Regions from separate parts of the Mus musculus genome. Here region 2 is linked to region 1. Evidence: chromatin contacts called from public Hi-C data. All regions are on one chromosome and are shown on one strand. The core of a region is the stretch at or near the end of the contact, and the rest is flanking DNA. Distances in the headings are between cores, read along the strand shown.

Region 1 (7,571 bases), core at 3,404-5,903:
TTTGGAAGGAAATGGGGGTGTTAGAGCTTTAATATGATTTGAGTTGAGACAGTTTGAAATTTGATTACTATGTGGTCATGGTGTTGGGAGTCAAGGGCTTTAAGAGATGAAAGGTTCACTAAGGGATTGGGCTAATTCCTGCAGGAATAGAATAATTACTCTTAGGAGTGGGTTGCCAAAAGGAGACTGACTCTTCTTGACTTTTAGATACCTCCCTGGTCTCGGGAACAAAGTCTTCCTGAATTTTTCAGCAAATATTCTGCTTATTTGAGAAAAACAAATCTACAGCCTCATCTTTATTTCATCTCACGCTAATGAGTCTGATGGTTAATCTCTGTAATCTCTGAAAAGATGGCTTGATCAACTCTTTCCCCATGGGAAATTTCAGGGACCATCTATTGGTTAAAGTGCCTAGTTTCTAATTATAACATTCCTGATGCTTCAATTTAGAAGCTTCCAACCTTTCCAGCCCATTTTCTGTATGTGTCTGTGCTGTCCTACATTCTCTAAACACAGAGCTTTCTTTTGTCTGAAAAAAAAGAAAACACGGAACTTTTGTCTGTGCCAGGTTTTTGTTTTGTTTTGTTTGTTTTTGTTTTGTTTTTGGTATGTTTAGCTTTGGCTACAATGTTGACCCTACCAGTCTCTCCAGTTAGATCACTTACCTCTGACTGCATTTGTTTCTGGTCACAGGACTGAACTGCATCCTCCTGCCCACTTGCAGCATGGCTGGCTTACTCCAATGGATTGGGAATGTATATCACTTCCAGGCACTTCCCATCTTCTCCACATAGTGTGTAGAAACTGGAAAGCCAGGGCTTGAAGGCAAAGACTGGAGCCACAGCATGGGTAAAAGGCCCTGAGTTCATTAGTGACTGTGTGGAGCATGCTACACATCTATGACATGAAAGAAAGGGTATTTTTTGCTGGACGAAGTTCCTGAGTACATGGTTCATAACAATATTTAGCTTTCTTTAAAAAGCACTTCTGAGACTGCTCTATTTTATGGCACTTTTAGACAATGACCCCTCTGTCATCTGCACTTCCTTTCTAGCAGTTTCTAGTACTTTCTAGGTACTCACCATTTAATTGTTTAGCCTTATGAGTACAAGTTTGCGTGTTTTGTCTCTCTTTCTGGAATGTACATGTTTGAGAACAGGTGTGGAGATCTCTTGCCACTCTTTAATCTTTGCTAGGTGGACTTCAAGGGTGGGTGCTGCTACCCACTATACACTCTTAAGTGGAACTTTTGTCGAGTGAGCTAGGGTGAAAAGCAAAAAGGGAACTTGTGAGACTGGAGAGGTGGTTAAGAGCCTGTATTACATTTGCAGTGGAAACAAATGTCCAGAACTCCAGCTCCAGGAGATCTGACACCCTTTTAGGGCTCTGTGGGCACCTGCACCTACACAGTTATAAATAATCTTGGTTTTGGTTTTGGTTTTGGTTTTGTTTTTGTTTGGTTTGGTTTTGTTTTTAAGTCAAAGAGGCTCCGAGTTCCTTATCTTCTCCTTTGGGTCAAGGGGATCTCATTAAGACTTTAAAAATGATGTGTTTATAAAAAGATAAACAGAGAGGGGGTTATGTTCTATGCTGGGGAGAGGGTGTGGGGGTGATGTATTGGGGGGGGGTCGGGAATGTCTCAACGGACCCATGCTGAGGCTTCCCTTCCCCCTGAGGGACTGGCCACATGAAAGTATAGTATAGAGTTTATTCAGGGCATGGGGAGGAGAGTTAAGAGGGTAGTAGAGGCAGAGAAAGGCAGAGGCTGGCCATGGCCATGAGCACGTGGAGAGAGGGGAAAGGGAAGAGAATGGGGAAAGGGGGAGCAAGAACAAGAGAGAGGTAAGAGATCAAGAGAGGGAGGAGGGGGCAAGCATCCTTTTTTATAGTGGGTCAGGCCTACCTGACTTTTTGCTAGGTAACTGTGGGGAGGAGCATACCTGGCTGTTGCCAGGTAACTGTGGGGGTGGAGTTTAGACAATGCTAACAACAACAACAACAACAACAAAAACCCCTAGTCACACTAACTGAATCCACCTAAAATGTAAACATTTCAGAGCTCAACATGTTAAATGCCAAACACTATAACCATTCCCTAAACTATAACCAAATCAGCTTTGGTCTAAAATGTCCTAAAACCCAAAATTGATAACCACTCCCCAAGCTGTAAACAAATCAGCTTCAGTCCAAGATGTAAAAATTGATGATTTATAAGGCTTTAAAGTATTTTAAATTCTCTATTAAACATTAATTTCAAATCTAATGTTTACTTAACTTGTACATGTAGTAGTGTGGAGGGTATGGCCTATGGGGCTGAAAGGCACTTGGCAATTAGGATGTCTACATAAATTTGTCTTTCAAATATGTTTTGTTTACTCATACAAACATTCATTATAATACCATGCTAATATAATATCACGCTTAGACATATCATGGAGCAGGAGCAGTTGTTTGGGCAGAAACACCATGTACAGGGACGGATTCACAGGGAAATCTTCTCATAGGCTTGATCTTCATCCTCCATGAAGTCCTTCAACTGTGGCAGGCTGGGGATGGCACTGAAGGAGATCCTAGGAGGTCCTTGTGAGCATAGGCCAGGAGCCATCACAGGTAGGCCTGTGTGGGCCCAGTGACACACAGTGCCAGAAGTTCAATGGTCACTGAGGCCAGGGCCATACACAGTCTCAAGTCTTCTTGCTGATGGGAATCCACACTGAGGTTAGAGAAGCCTTGTCTCTGGAGCAGGACAGTTTGATCCTAGAGTAGAGACCACTCCCAATCTTTCAATTTATGTATTACTTCATTAGATGGTAGATTTGTGCTATCAGGGTTCACAGATTGTGACTAGTTGACCAGCATAGGAAGTGTCTACCTTGGGGAGTATTTCATTAGCTTAGTAAAACCTGTCCTGGACTTGACTTGTATTCAAGCTGCCAGGTGGCCAGCCTGGAGCTTGTAATTGTGGCCTGGCTCCTATCAGAGCTGCCTGGTGGCCAGTTTCTTTTTGCTTGTTTGTTTGCTTGCTTTTTTTGTTTGTTTGTTTTTGTTGTTGTTGGTTTTTAGAGATATTGATTTCTCTGTATAGCCCTGGCCGTCCTGGAACTCACTTTGTAAACCAGGCTGGCTTCGAACTCAGAAATCCGCCTGCCTCTTGGTGGGCAATTTCTATCTCACATACATTGCATTATTGCAAGTCGCACAAAATTGTTACTAAGTTACACAATTTCTTTAAACTTATATTCCTAACAATCAGTCAGTTGGTGGAGGAGGCATATAAAGGTAGAGGCACTTATAAATCAGGACCTTGACCATTCATTAGATGCCAGGACTAAAGCCGACTTTGGTTTGTGATACTCTGGCTGTCACAGACCACCAGAAGGAAGGCAGAGAAAGCATGACGGATGTCTTACTATTTGAGATGTGGTGGCATATACAAGGGGAGAAGCTAAGTGGGGAACTAGATAAATAGGTTTGAACTCCGAGAAAGCAAGGAAAAGAAGTGTAAATCTGAAATGTATTGATTGGAGTGTTGGCAGCAGATTAAATCATACAGGGAAATTTGTGGAGTAGGAGAAAAGGATGAGGCTTTTAAAACTCTTAGCGATCATTCAGGGCAGGCAAGCCAGTCAAATAGACTTGGGGGTGGGGTGGGGGAGGGGGACAGGAGAGAGAAAAGGCAATAGGCATAAAGAAGAGGGCATTTTAAGGAGGAGGAAATTGTGAGATGAGGTAGCATTGGGAAGCAAAATGTCCTCTGGCCTTAGTAAGGGCAGAAGACAGCAGAGGTGACTGGCAAATGCAGTTTCCCTGAATGAAAGCCAAATGAATGAAGTTGGAAACAGCTGTGGTTGGGGGTGGAGGTGGGGGTGGGGGAGGGGAGAAGCACTCTGCTTCAGCGATGAAGGGCAGCGAAAGGCAGGGTGACACATAGAGCAGAGGAAAGCTTGGAAGTCACTTGGTGCTGAGGATGCGGACTCCACTCCAAAGAGGGAGACAGATCAGAGACTGATGCTTTGAGGAGGGTCGGAGGTCATTGAGGTTTGAGGTCTGTAAGTCTGGTAGTGGAAAGTACAAAGGTTTTTTCTCTTGAAGGTGGCAGCACAAATAAGTACTAGGAGTGGAAACTGAGTGGGTGACCTTCCCATCAGGAGGGAGGTGTAGCACCTAGTGGTCGTGACTGTATGGCACTGCTCCAAAGGAGGCGCAGTCCTGAGGTTGCACGGCCTTAGGAGGAGGAAGTCACTTCCCGTTTCAAAGGGAGAAAGTGGGGACATTTCTTCAACAACTTCAGACAGAAAGAAGCGTGGAGTTGAGATTTTCTGCAGGGATTCCACAGCCCTCGGCGGAACGTGCGAGACAAGCCAGGAATAGGCTTAGAACGCACGGATCCGCAGGGAACAGCGGCCAGGCCCGGGAACCGCCGCTGCTGCTTCGCGTCCCAGCTGCGCTTTCTCTTCCCAGCAAAGCCTGTCTGCCCCTGCGCCTCCTTCGTGGCGAGCGCTCTGTTCCGACGTCACTCCGACACGGACCAATAAGCGGAAGAGGAGAGCGTGAGTGATGGAAAGGGCAACCGATGGTCCCGCGGCGGGAGGCGGGACTAGACGGGAGCGGGCAGCCGCGAGTGGGAAGCGGCGCGGCGGGGGGCGGGACGCGGCGGGGTGGGAGTGGGAGGGCAGCCCCTCCCCTGGCGGCGGCGGGCTGGGGAGCCGCCGGAGTTTAAGCACGCGGGAGGGGAGATGAGATCGCGGCTCGTGCTCCTTGCAGGTAAAGCGCGGGGCGGCCCGCTGAGGGCCGAGCGCAGCTGCAGGGCGCTCGGAGTTGGGCGCGGGCTCCCGGGCTCTCAGCTGAGCCGCCAGCCCTGCGCTGGGGCCCGGGGGCGGCGCCCGAGCTCTGCACCTCTACTAGAGTTAGCTCCGACACTCGAGCTGCCTCCCGCGGACGCCGCCCCGGGCGGTCTGCGCCTGGGTAGAAGCCGCACCCCGGACAAAGAGCGCGCGGTAAGGGTGCGCGCCCCGAGCTCAAGCTCCGGCACTGCCCTGCTACGGCCGAGGTCGCCGAGCCAGACCCTTGCCTGCTACTGTCTGACCCAGCCGTGCAACAGCTTTGTAACCCGGGAGTCCACCGGGTGCAGCGGCCACCTGGCCGCGGGGTCCCCGCGCCTGGTCGCCAGCTGGCCAAGGCACGGGCGACGGCTGGACACAGCCGGGTAGCTTGGCCGCCCGCCCAGGGTTACACGGAGAGCCACCCAGCAGAGCCAGGAGTGCCAGTTACTCTACGCTCAACTGTGGAGCAAAGCTGGTACCACTGGCCTGGGAGCCTGGAACGGCTGCCAGGAGTTGGGGGAGCCAAGCAGGTGGTGTAGCAACCGCCTCACCTCCTGCGAACTCCACGGGGAGTCTGGGTTGTTGATGTTGTGACTGTGGGCTGTTTGTGTTTTCTTTCTTTTTATAACTACACACAAAAGAAAGGAGGAGTTAGAGGACAGATATCTCCACTGAATCATCCACACTTTGCTCTCTCCCCGTGAACAGATGGATGGGGAGAATTATAGTAAGGATTGACTGGAACCATTTTTGCCCCTTGTACCTGCATCCCCCGAAAGCTGTGCACTATAGGTGGAACTGGGGCAAAGTGAGGTATGCTCGCCCACCTGGGTGGGAAAATGGTTACATGCTAGCAAAGTGGAAACTTTCTGAGGCAGAAATTCTGAATGTGAAACCTCAGATGGGCAGCCACTTCTTGAATTAGGAAGATGGGTCACAACAGGATTCACCTTACTCTGCTTTTGGCCCATCACTACAGAGGATGGCTGGCTCCTTTGCCTCTAGCACAATGTGTGCTAGCTCTCTCTGCATCGTGCCAGATACGGGTGGTCAGAAACTATCACATTATTTAATCTGATTTCTAGAGGCAAGGTTGCCCTCCATCCTGAAGGGCAACTGGCCCTGGATGCATTGCCCTTAATGTAAAGGACAAGAGGCTCTCCATGCCTGTGGAAGAGTCTCCAGTTAGGTGGCTGCAGCCGGTTCCCCGTTTTCCCGGGGTGAATCAATTAGGTTGGGTCACTCTGCCTCATTGCAGCCAGGGCTGCTGTGACCATTGTTATCGGAAGCTTACAGTTCACAGCTCAGTGCCATTTAGCCTCTGGGGAGATATTGTTTGAGGTCTTTTTGACCTTTTGATTATTGACAGATGAATATATTTTAACCCCCTATAAAACCGAGGCTTAATATTAAGAGTTTGAGTATTGGGGATGGAGACTACTGGTTTGTTCCACATTGAACCTCTCTAAGGAGCCAGTTCAGAGAGTTCAGGAGACACCAGAACACAAGCTTTGTTACTGTGACTGTCTCTTCAGACTACTAGTAATAGGTTCAGTGTAGATGGGTCATTGCTGGAACTGGAGCCACTGTGCACATCCTGTTTAGCACCTCCTTACAGTGAGCTACCATCCAGGCTGTGGCTGAGGAGCCATGGCTCCCAGTCAGGGTATAACCTGGAGAAGACCATTAAGACATGTTGCTTAGTCAGAAACAAAGTATTCTTTCCTATACCCTGACAGGGATATGAAGATCTCTGCCACCTTGTGGGGCATGGTTTCATCTACCCATGCACCAGGCCTTATTTGTAGAACAAGGGTCATTTCCTATTGGAGGAAGGAGAGTTGGAATCAGGGTTATTTGTGTGGTGTGAAATTTGTATAGGATGCAAAGTCTCCTTGCCTGGGAAGTCGTATGCTGTAGATCTGCCCAAAAGAAGGGTTCCTCTTATTTGGTACACCCTGTCACCTGGTGGGCAGTGCTGGATGTTAAACCGCACCATGAGCATTAAGGCAGGTGATCAGGAACTGTGAATTGGTCAAAACAGTAGAGACTAACTAACTGCTTGTATTGCTTCACTCAGTCCTTACCACAGCCTAAAGACTGTTCCTTAGGGAAACAATGTAGCTCAAGGAAATGTAGCCACCAGTTCATGTGCATCTGTCTCCAGAATCATTGCTATGGACTGCTGGAGTGGATTCTGAGAACATCACATGGCTTTCTAATGCATTATGACTTTTTTGCATTTTCTGATAAAAGGCATGTTCTGGACTGTTTGGCTATATGTGCAAAGACAAGCCTTTTAAACAAATGGGAGCATTTGAATATTTTCACTGCAACAAAGCAGCAAAGGCATTGGACTTAGGGGAAGTCCCCTGACAGAGCAGAGATGCTTCCATGAGATGGCAAGAGCCAGTGAAGACTGGGCATAAGGGTGGAGGATAGAATGCCTGCACCATAGTGTTCTATGGTTTTGGTCCCCACAGGGGAAAGAGATCAATTTGACATCAACTCATTCATTCAGTTGACATCCCAGAAATGAGAACCTGGTCCACCAGGGCACCGCAGATGTTGGAGACCCACAGCCCATCCTACATAGATGTGTGTTGTTGCTTCAAAACCAAAATGATTGGCTTGGGCTGTGAATGAGTAGTCAGGGGAGGACAGTGGCTAATTTAAGAACACAGATTACTTCATCAATCAGTAATCATACAGCTATTTGAACTTCCTAACAAACTGATTACATATTCA
Region 2 (7,571 bases), core at 2,623-5,122, 220 kb before region 1:
CATTGTGTCGGGTCCTAATTGTTGATTGTAAGTCTTCTGCCCTTCTTGTTGTACATCCTGTCTCCCAGCTACCTCCAAAACTCTATGCTTTCACTGTATAGTATAATCACACCATGTAAATAGAAGCCTGGGTATATTTAAAGCCTGGGTGTGACCAAAGTATATGGAAGGGTGATTGAATTGGGTCATTCAGACTTATCATAGAAAATGAAGACCAAGGATACAATGTATAGAGCCTCCCATTTAGAACTCTGGGGAATTCTACTCACTGGACTTAAGGTTGAACTGACACCAATAAATCAAAAGTAACTGCTGTTATAATTTATCACAGTTATGATTCTATAAAGTAGTTACTTATTTGTACACATTTAACTCTCTGGTGTTTATGTAGTAACTTTATATCCCTCTTTATCCAAAATATCCATGTCCTCCTTTCACTCACTATATTACTATGCCTGGGTTCATCATATCAGTTCACTCTTTGTCATTTTTATCCAGTGCTTTTAGGATAAGTAGGAATGTTTAAAGCACTATGACCCATCTCTATTCTCAGAGGTTCTGATGCAGAATTTCGATCACTCCGCTACTCATTGCTGACAGCTTTTCTATCCCCCTCAGTTTGAATAGACACAAAGAAACCACATCTGTCAATTATTTTATCAGCAACGCAAGTGCAGAAGCATTGCTTGCAAGTGGTCAGCAGTCATTTCTGCAAGGCAGATGCTCATTTTTAAAAAGAAAAATAAAATCTGCAGTATCTACAACTTCTATGTATATGCAGAATAGTTATCTGCACTGTACCTCTTGGCATCCCTGATGTTGAGCTTATTGATCTGCCCTAATGAATTACCTATTTTGTTGACGTCTACACTCTGCAATAACAAAGTCAATCACATCTGAGTTGTCTACTTCTAATTTCCATCTATTTTGCACACTGTCTGCAAAGACAATCAGCTATACACAAAGGAGTAACTGTCACCTTGGAACCAGAAACCCCCCACCCAAGTTTTTGGTTTGTAATTTAGTCTATCATTCAGGACATTTCATTACCTTTGTCTCTGTATCTGTGTAAAAACAACAACAACAACAACAACAAAAACCCTACATCCTTTATAACCACCCCATAGTTAGACAGACATTTTGTATATTACCATTAGGAAAAGCCTTGGAAACCCAAATACCTCACTCTTTTTAATGTGTGAGGGAGTTAGGATGAGTCTTCCCATACCAATTAACCTAATCTAGATAAAGCCTCTCAGATATTCTCAAAAGCTAACCAAATCTAGATAAATCCCTCTCAAGCATGCACAGAGGCTGGTCTCCTAGGTGATTCGAAACCATGTCAAGTTGGCAATCAATATCAGACAGCATCTTATGCAATGAAAATAATAATCCATAGCATTCACAAGCAACCTCAATTTTTAAAATTGTTAATATTCTCAATAATAAAATAAGAATTTTATAAGATAACTAAGAAATAATAATTATTCCCCTACATAAAACACCTAGGCTAGCTTCCTTTTTGGTGTGTGTGTGTGTGTGTGTGTGTGTGTGTGTGTGTGTGTGTGTGAGATATGTGTGCCTCTGTGTGTATGTTGTGCATGTATGGTGTGTGTGTGATATACATGTCTGTGGTGTGTGCATGTGTGTGTGATATGTGTGTGTGTGTGTGGTGTGTGTGATATGTGTGCATGTGTGTTTCTGTGTATGTGTGTGTAGTATGTGTGTGTGATATGTGTGCATGCATGTGTCTGTGTATGTGTGGTATGTGTGCGTGTGTGTGTGTGTGTGTGTGTGTGTGTGTGTGTGTGTGGTGTGATGTACATGTCTGTCCATGGTGTATGTGTGTGCGTGTGTGAGATGTGCATGTCTGTGTATGGTATGTGTGCCTAAGTACACCTGTGGAAGCCAGAGGTCAATGTCAGGTGTCTTCTATCACCTTCCACCTTATTTTTTTAGATAAATTTCTCATTGAATCTGAAACTCCCCAATTAGCTATACTGGCTTTTCATGAAGCACTTTAACAGACAGAGCCATCTCTCTACCCCCTTAAAGATATCAATGTGCAGAGTCCGGCCTCCGTCTTTGAGAAGGGATATATTCTCAAAATTTTGCATGCTTAATATGCAATGAGCTTTAACAAATTATTTAGATGAGCCATGTGACTAGAGGCCATACATGCATGCACATACAGCTTAGCTGTAGACAGAGGCTATATAGTATATTTTAGTTATATCTAGTTTGAGGTACAGTAGACTCAAGACTCCAAACTCCTTGAAAACTAAATGTTAAAATTCGGTTTGACTAAGTTAGGTGAAACTCTATTCACTCAAGTTTAAATTTCTGCAAGATTTAAAGAAAACAGAGCAAGTCAGTAGTAGTCTGTTTTCAGGTATTATTTGCACAGGCAAGACAAGCACTAGACTGGCATGGTGCTGATGGATGAAGAGGGACTGGTTTTAAGCAGGAAGGCTTATGTTCAAAGCCATATCTACCCACAGATATAAAAATGTCAGTTCTTTCTTTCCACAGGGCTTGGTAGCAACTGAGAGACGTTTATATTTGCTAAGTTCTGCATCGAATGAATGGAAGAGCCAAACCCATGTTTTAATGACAAAATGCTTCCCACACACAGGCTAAAATAATGCTTTTACTCATGTCAGCATGTGCTCGAGCACACGCACGCGCGCGCGCGCACACACACACACACACACACACACACACACACACACACACAGAATCATCATCATCATCATTCTTAGTATCTTTCTTTTGCTTCCATTTGAATAGTTAACCTGTAGATCCAAAGTCACATAACAGCCATTTCAGCACACAGATACACACACACACACACACACACAGAGAGAGAGAGAGAGAGAGAGAGAGAGAGAGAGAGAGAGAGAGAGAGAGAGACATCATTCTTAGTAGTTTGCTTCTGTTTCCACTTGAATAGATACCCTGAAGATGGGAAGTCACACAACAGCTTTGTGCCCTATCAAGTTGCCTCCACCCAAAAACAGCTGCAATGCTTATCTAATTAAACCCCAGCGCCAAACTGTGAGATGCAGCATCAATCATTAATATTGTATTTTGGATCACTTTAAATTCTGACTGGGGGTAGGTGGTTTCCCGCACACTGGTCTCAGAAGGAGATTTTTCAAATAATCTTTAAGCAGCACTGAAAAAAATAAAACAAGCTGCCTGCTGTTCGATGAGGACTGTGCTACCCTGCTGAACACTGATTAGCTGTTAACTCTAATTGAGAGATGGATATTACTTATTCTGAAAATGCTAAGGATACTTTTATTGTGAATAATATGTAGCTTTCCTCACCTCAAAAATGTGTCTGTGGCTACTTGCCCAAATTATGAGCTGTTCCAAAAGAATAGGGGCTTCTGGTTCTCTTGTCTCTAATTTGCAGAGTCATTTATCCTGAATTGTGGCTTTTCTCCAGGTAGCCATCCACGAGTCAGCGGACTGTGATCTCCATGTGGGGTTTGTGCATAGATGCCCTGCATCTGGAGCAGGGGCATATTCTTACAGTTCTGAAGGCTCAGAGATGTTTATGTAAATCTTTGTCTCAGTCAGGCTCATGCTGACGTGCTTAGGTTTATGCTCATGAACCAAGAGGAGGAGTTTTCTCTATCGCCTTCTAAAAGACTAGAGCCAGCAAAGCAAGCCAAATGGGGCAAATTAGACAAAGAGAAACTGGCCAAAACTAAATGAATATCTGCTTCCTTCTAGCATTCTAGGAAGGATACCAGGCAGCTGTGCCAAAGCACACTGCTCCTCTTTGTGGGGAAAATGCTATGATCTACTCAAAGTCAGGGCCATCCGTCAGCACCCGCCACAAAAGGAGATGTGTATAAGAGAGGCTCCTTAACGAGGGACGGAGGACTGCAGAAGCACGGCGTGTGCCAAGCTCTGTAGAAGCACCGCTTAAAACTCAAGAGGAAATAGGGCAAATATCTGAACCATGAGGTTCCCATTCTCAAAGCCAAGATAGGTTGAGTCTGTGCCAGGGTCGTGCCTGGAACCCAGCCACATCAGCTAAAGAGGGATGGGAGAGCCAGAGAGAATACAAATAAGTGGGAGTAAGAGAGTGGAGATGTTTCACGAGCCTCGGGGGACAAGGAAAAGGAAAAGACTGTTAGAATGGCTTGCTGCAGGGCAGAGAGGCTGGAAGATCTAGGAACGTTCTGAAAGCCTACAAAAAGGATCTCTGCGCATGAAGGGACTGATCAGAGGCATCTCCTGAGTCTAGCAAATAGTCCAAAGCAGATCAGGGCACCGTGCCTTGGGCTGTCAACACAACTCAGCTCAAATTACATTTTCCCAGAGTCTCTTTGCCCATATAATTCTGAGAAACTATGTGCCAATTTAGAAAGTGGAATCTAGAGGCAGCCACATTTATGGGCTTTGATAACTGTTTATCTGCCTATTCACCTTGTTGGCTAGCATCAACTTCAGTTCTTGCTGAATCCTCTTCTTCAACTCTGTGACTGTGAAGCCAGCCATGTTCTCTCCTTTACAGGATGTGCCATTATTCCTGCCATACCCACCCATTCTCCAAGTTAGAAATTAAGAGATGGTGCAATGTCAGTTCAGATTCTGCCCATCCTCGTAGGTTACAGCTTGTGTCCCCGGTTATCACAGCTTTCCTCCAGTCCTCCATAACTCTCACATTTCTTTGACCACACTTAAAAAGGACAGTGGCTCGTCTCGGTGTATAGTGATTTAGTTATAATATTCTAGATAACTCATCATGTAGCTTACTATGATTGGGGCTTAGAAACTGGCATTAAGATGCTCTATGAATAATTAGCAGTTTCTAATTCATAGACTTTATGGCATATTTAAACATGTACACACAAACAGGACAAATATGCATATGTACACATTCACATATTAATAATATAAATGTGAATTAAGTATGACCATGTTTTGCTTAATAATAAATATACATTCTGATACACGCTTGGTTACATAATTTTATCACTGTGAAACTATAGAATGTAGTTACATGAACTAAGATAAAATATCATTCAATAATACAATTTTATATGATCACCACCCTATTCAAAGTCTGCCCTTGACCAATCTGTTATTATGCAGCATGTGATTATGTGCATGTATACACACATACACACACACATACACACACACACATGCACGCATGCACACATACACATGTACATATGTTTGTGGCAGCAAGCTAACTTGTCTGTTGGTAAGCAAGGAGGAAATCTCTCAATTGCCCTACTTTTTTGTTTTTGTTTTTGTTTTTGTTTTGTTTTGTTTTTGTTTTGCTTTTTTGAGACAGAGTTTCTCTGTATAGCCCTGGCTGTCCTGGAACTCACTCTGTAGACCAGGCTGGCCTCGAACTCAGAAATCTGCCTGCCTCTGCCTCCCAAGTGCTGGAATTAAAGGTGTGTGCCACCACACCCAGCTCTATTGCCCTACTTTCAAACACAATACTCTTCTTACATGATCACCATCATTTCCCTTTTCTTTAACCCATTCTTTGGTCATGATATCTCTAGTAGAGAGTAGAGCAATCTGCTGTTCTTTGGCTCTCCTACTTTGCACCAAGGCAAAACAAACTGTAGGCTTTCACTAGAATGGACTTCTTAGAAATGTCTACAGAATGTGAGGACCCCTGTCAGTGCATCCACATGACAATAGAACCACCCGTGCTCTGCCTCTGGGAAGCATGGGAAGAACTGTTGGTACAGAGAACACCTGGCTGAGAATGCAACCTAATTCTGATGTTATCTCCTCGCCTATCCTTCAACCTTTGGATGTGTTATGTGATATCCTTCCCTCCTTAATCGAAAACTTGAGACAAAAGTGTTTGTTCTGGCTGTCTGTAGCATTAAAATAACACCAAATGAAATTATTTATGTGCAGATTGTTCACAAACATGAAAAAACAAAACTTTAGGACCCAAATCATTCCAATTGTATTGAACTTACTTAAGCAGGAGAATAGAAGCTCAGCTACGCTCGGTAGACTTGGTGCCTGTATGCAGGAGATGAGCAACTCAGCTGGAACCATCTCTGGCTTTTGCCTTCCCGTTGATAAGACACCAGTTACTTCCCCCCTCATTTTTCCTTTCTGTAGGAGCTAACCTGAGCTCCAACATGGATGACTGAGGCTATGAGACCTGACTACCTCTAGTCATTCCTTTCTCTAAAGGACTGGATTCTGCTCCCAATATCCCACAACTAGTGAACAACGTATTTGCATGATGAGAAAAATTACTGTGAGATATGGTATCTCACATAGTTCTCATCCTCATGCTGCTGCCTGACCTAGCTCCACTCTAGACACCTTGACTTGATGCTTAACGTCTTTTCTCTTCCGGTGTCAGAATTGATAATCTCTTCTGAAAGAGAGATGGGAGGGAGAGAGATGTGGAAAGGAAAGAAGGAATGAAGAATAGAAAAATGCAACAAAATCTGTAAGATAGGAAGAGAGCTAATTTATTCTACTTTGTATTAAGGATGTGTGCTTTTTGGCAGTGAGGACTCTAATATGCTTGAAGTGTAATCGACTTAGGAATTGTAATAACAGCCTTCCTTCTGAGTGATTTCTGATGAATTAGGAATGTTGCCTCTGGCTTGTTTTTTTCATCCCTGATAATTGAAAGTCTCAAGTTAGCAAACAATTGCTTTCCAGCAAGCATTGCTCCTTTGTTCAATTGTTCATTCAACAAAAACATCTCCTGGTTCGTGTCTGTGTGCCAGACACCGTGCACTCAGTTTGCCAGGCATGCAGGGTAGAGCCAGACAGTCTGGTGTCTGAGGTTTTAAGGCCAAGAATCCAATGCTTACATCTGGCATTTTCTAATTAAGAAAAATATTTTATGCAATAATTTTGGGGTCTTGGGGTATGGTACATTTGGTGATGAGCTGACTGGACACAAAAGAAGTTGCTGAGGGGTTCCAAAGAGCTTAAAGGATGTGGTTCCCAAATCTAATTTTCTTTCTTCTTGTGGTACCAAATCTAGTGCCTGGCCCTCAGCAAGTAGGTGATTTCTTCCAATCCACAAGGAGCCCTTTTTCAGATGAAAGCGCCATTCACTACCTCAGAGATGCTTGTGTAGTAGCAGGGAATGGGAAGCAGTTGTGGCTATGGTTATAAACTCCACAGGCGATTCTTATATATATAAGCACAAAGGAGACCCACTCAGCATGAGCTGTATACATATTGTGCAACATATGAAAAATGATCAAACAGATAAATATTTTAAATGGGTGCCATATTTTAAAAAGAACACTTGGCACACCACGGGAAATAAATTCCAAAACCAACATATACGTATATGCATACAAATGATTAATTTTTTTTAGACTGTAAATTTGTAAAAGAGCAAGGAGGGGTATATGTGAGGGTTTGGAGTTTTGAAAGGAAAGGGGGAAATGAAGTAATTATATTGCAACCTGAAAATATATTTTTAAAGAAATATAGAAAGAAATGTTGGGCTAATGTTATGTATAAATTTGATTAACACAAACCAAAAGAGGTTTTAATTTTCTAATTATTTAGTGCATATACCTAAAGTCAGA

Evidence for each region. A called contact is a pair of places that touch in the nucleus more often than the background predicts.
Region 2: a contact with region 1 is called in a Hi-C map of cerebellar granule neurons, with 1.9 times the contacts expected there. The contact joins the enhancer-like site here to the promoter of Tmtc4 in region 1. A contact is called at or near these places in 1 of 39 promoter capture datasets (neural stem cells), 3 of 484 Hi-C or Micro-C datasets (cerebellar granule neurons, cerebral cortex and forebrain), 7 of 115 datasets of contacts at active chromatin or transcription factors (T-cell acute lymphoblastic leukemia, embryonic basal ganglia, embryonic forebrain and 4 more) and 3 of 9 other capture datasets (adipose tissue, embryonic stem cells and liver).

What each region holds. Positions count from the first base shown.
Region 1 is chr14:122,980,365-122,987,935 of GRCm38.p6, reverse strand. It overlaps Tmtc4 (transmembrane and tetratricopeptide repeat containing 4), which reads left to right and starts at 4,653. Exons shown (of 18, transcript NM_028651.3): 1 at 4,653-4,764.
Region 2 is chr14:123,198,487-123,206,057 of GRCm38.p6, reverse strand. All of the region lies in intron 1 of Gm33906 (a long non-coding RNA gene), which reads right to left. Among named protein-coding and RNA genes, the nearest start is that of AA536875, 34 kb to the right of the region's middle. Within about 2 kb of position 3,872, at least 89 of the 459 cell types and tissues checked have an H3K27ac peak or open chromatin away from gene starts, as enhancers often do. A contact at or near this core is called in cerebellar granule neurons, cerebral cortex, embryonic basal ganglia and 2 more, where this site is marked.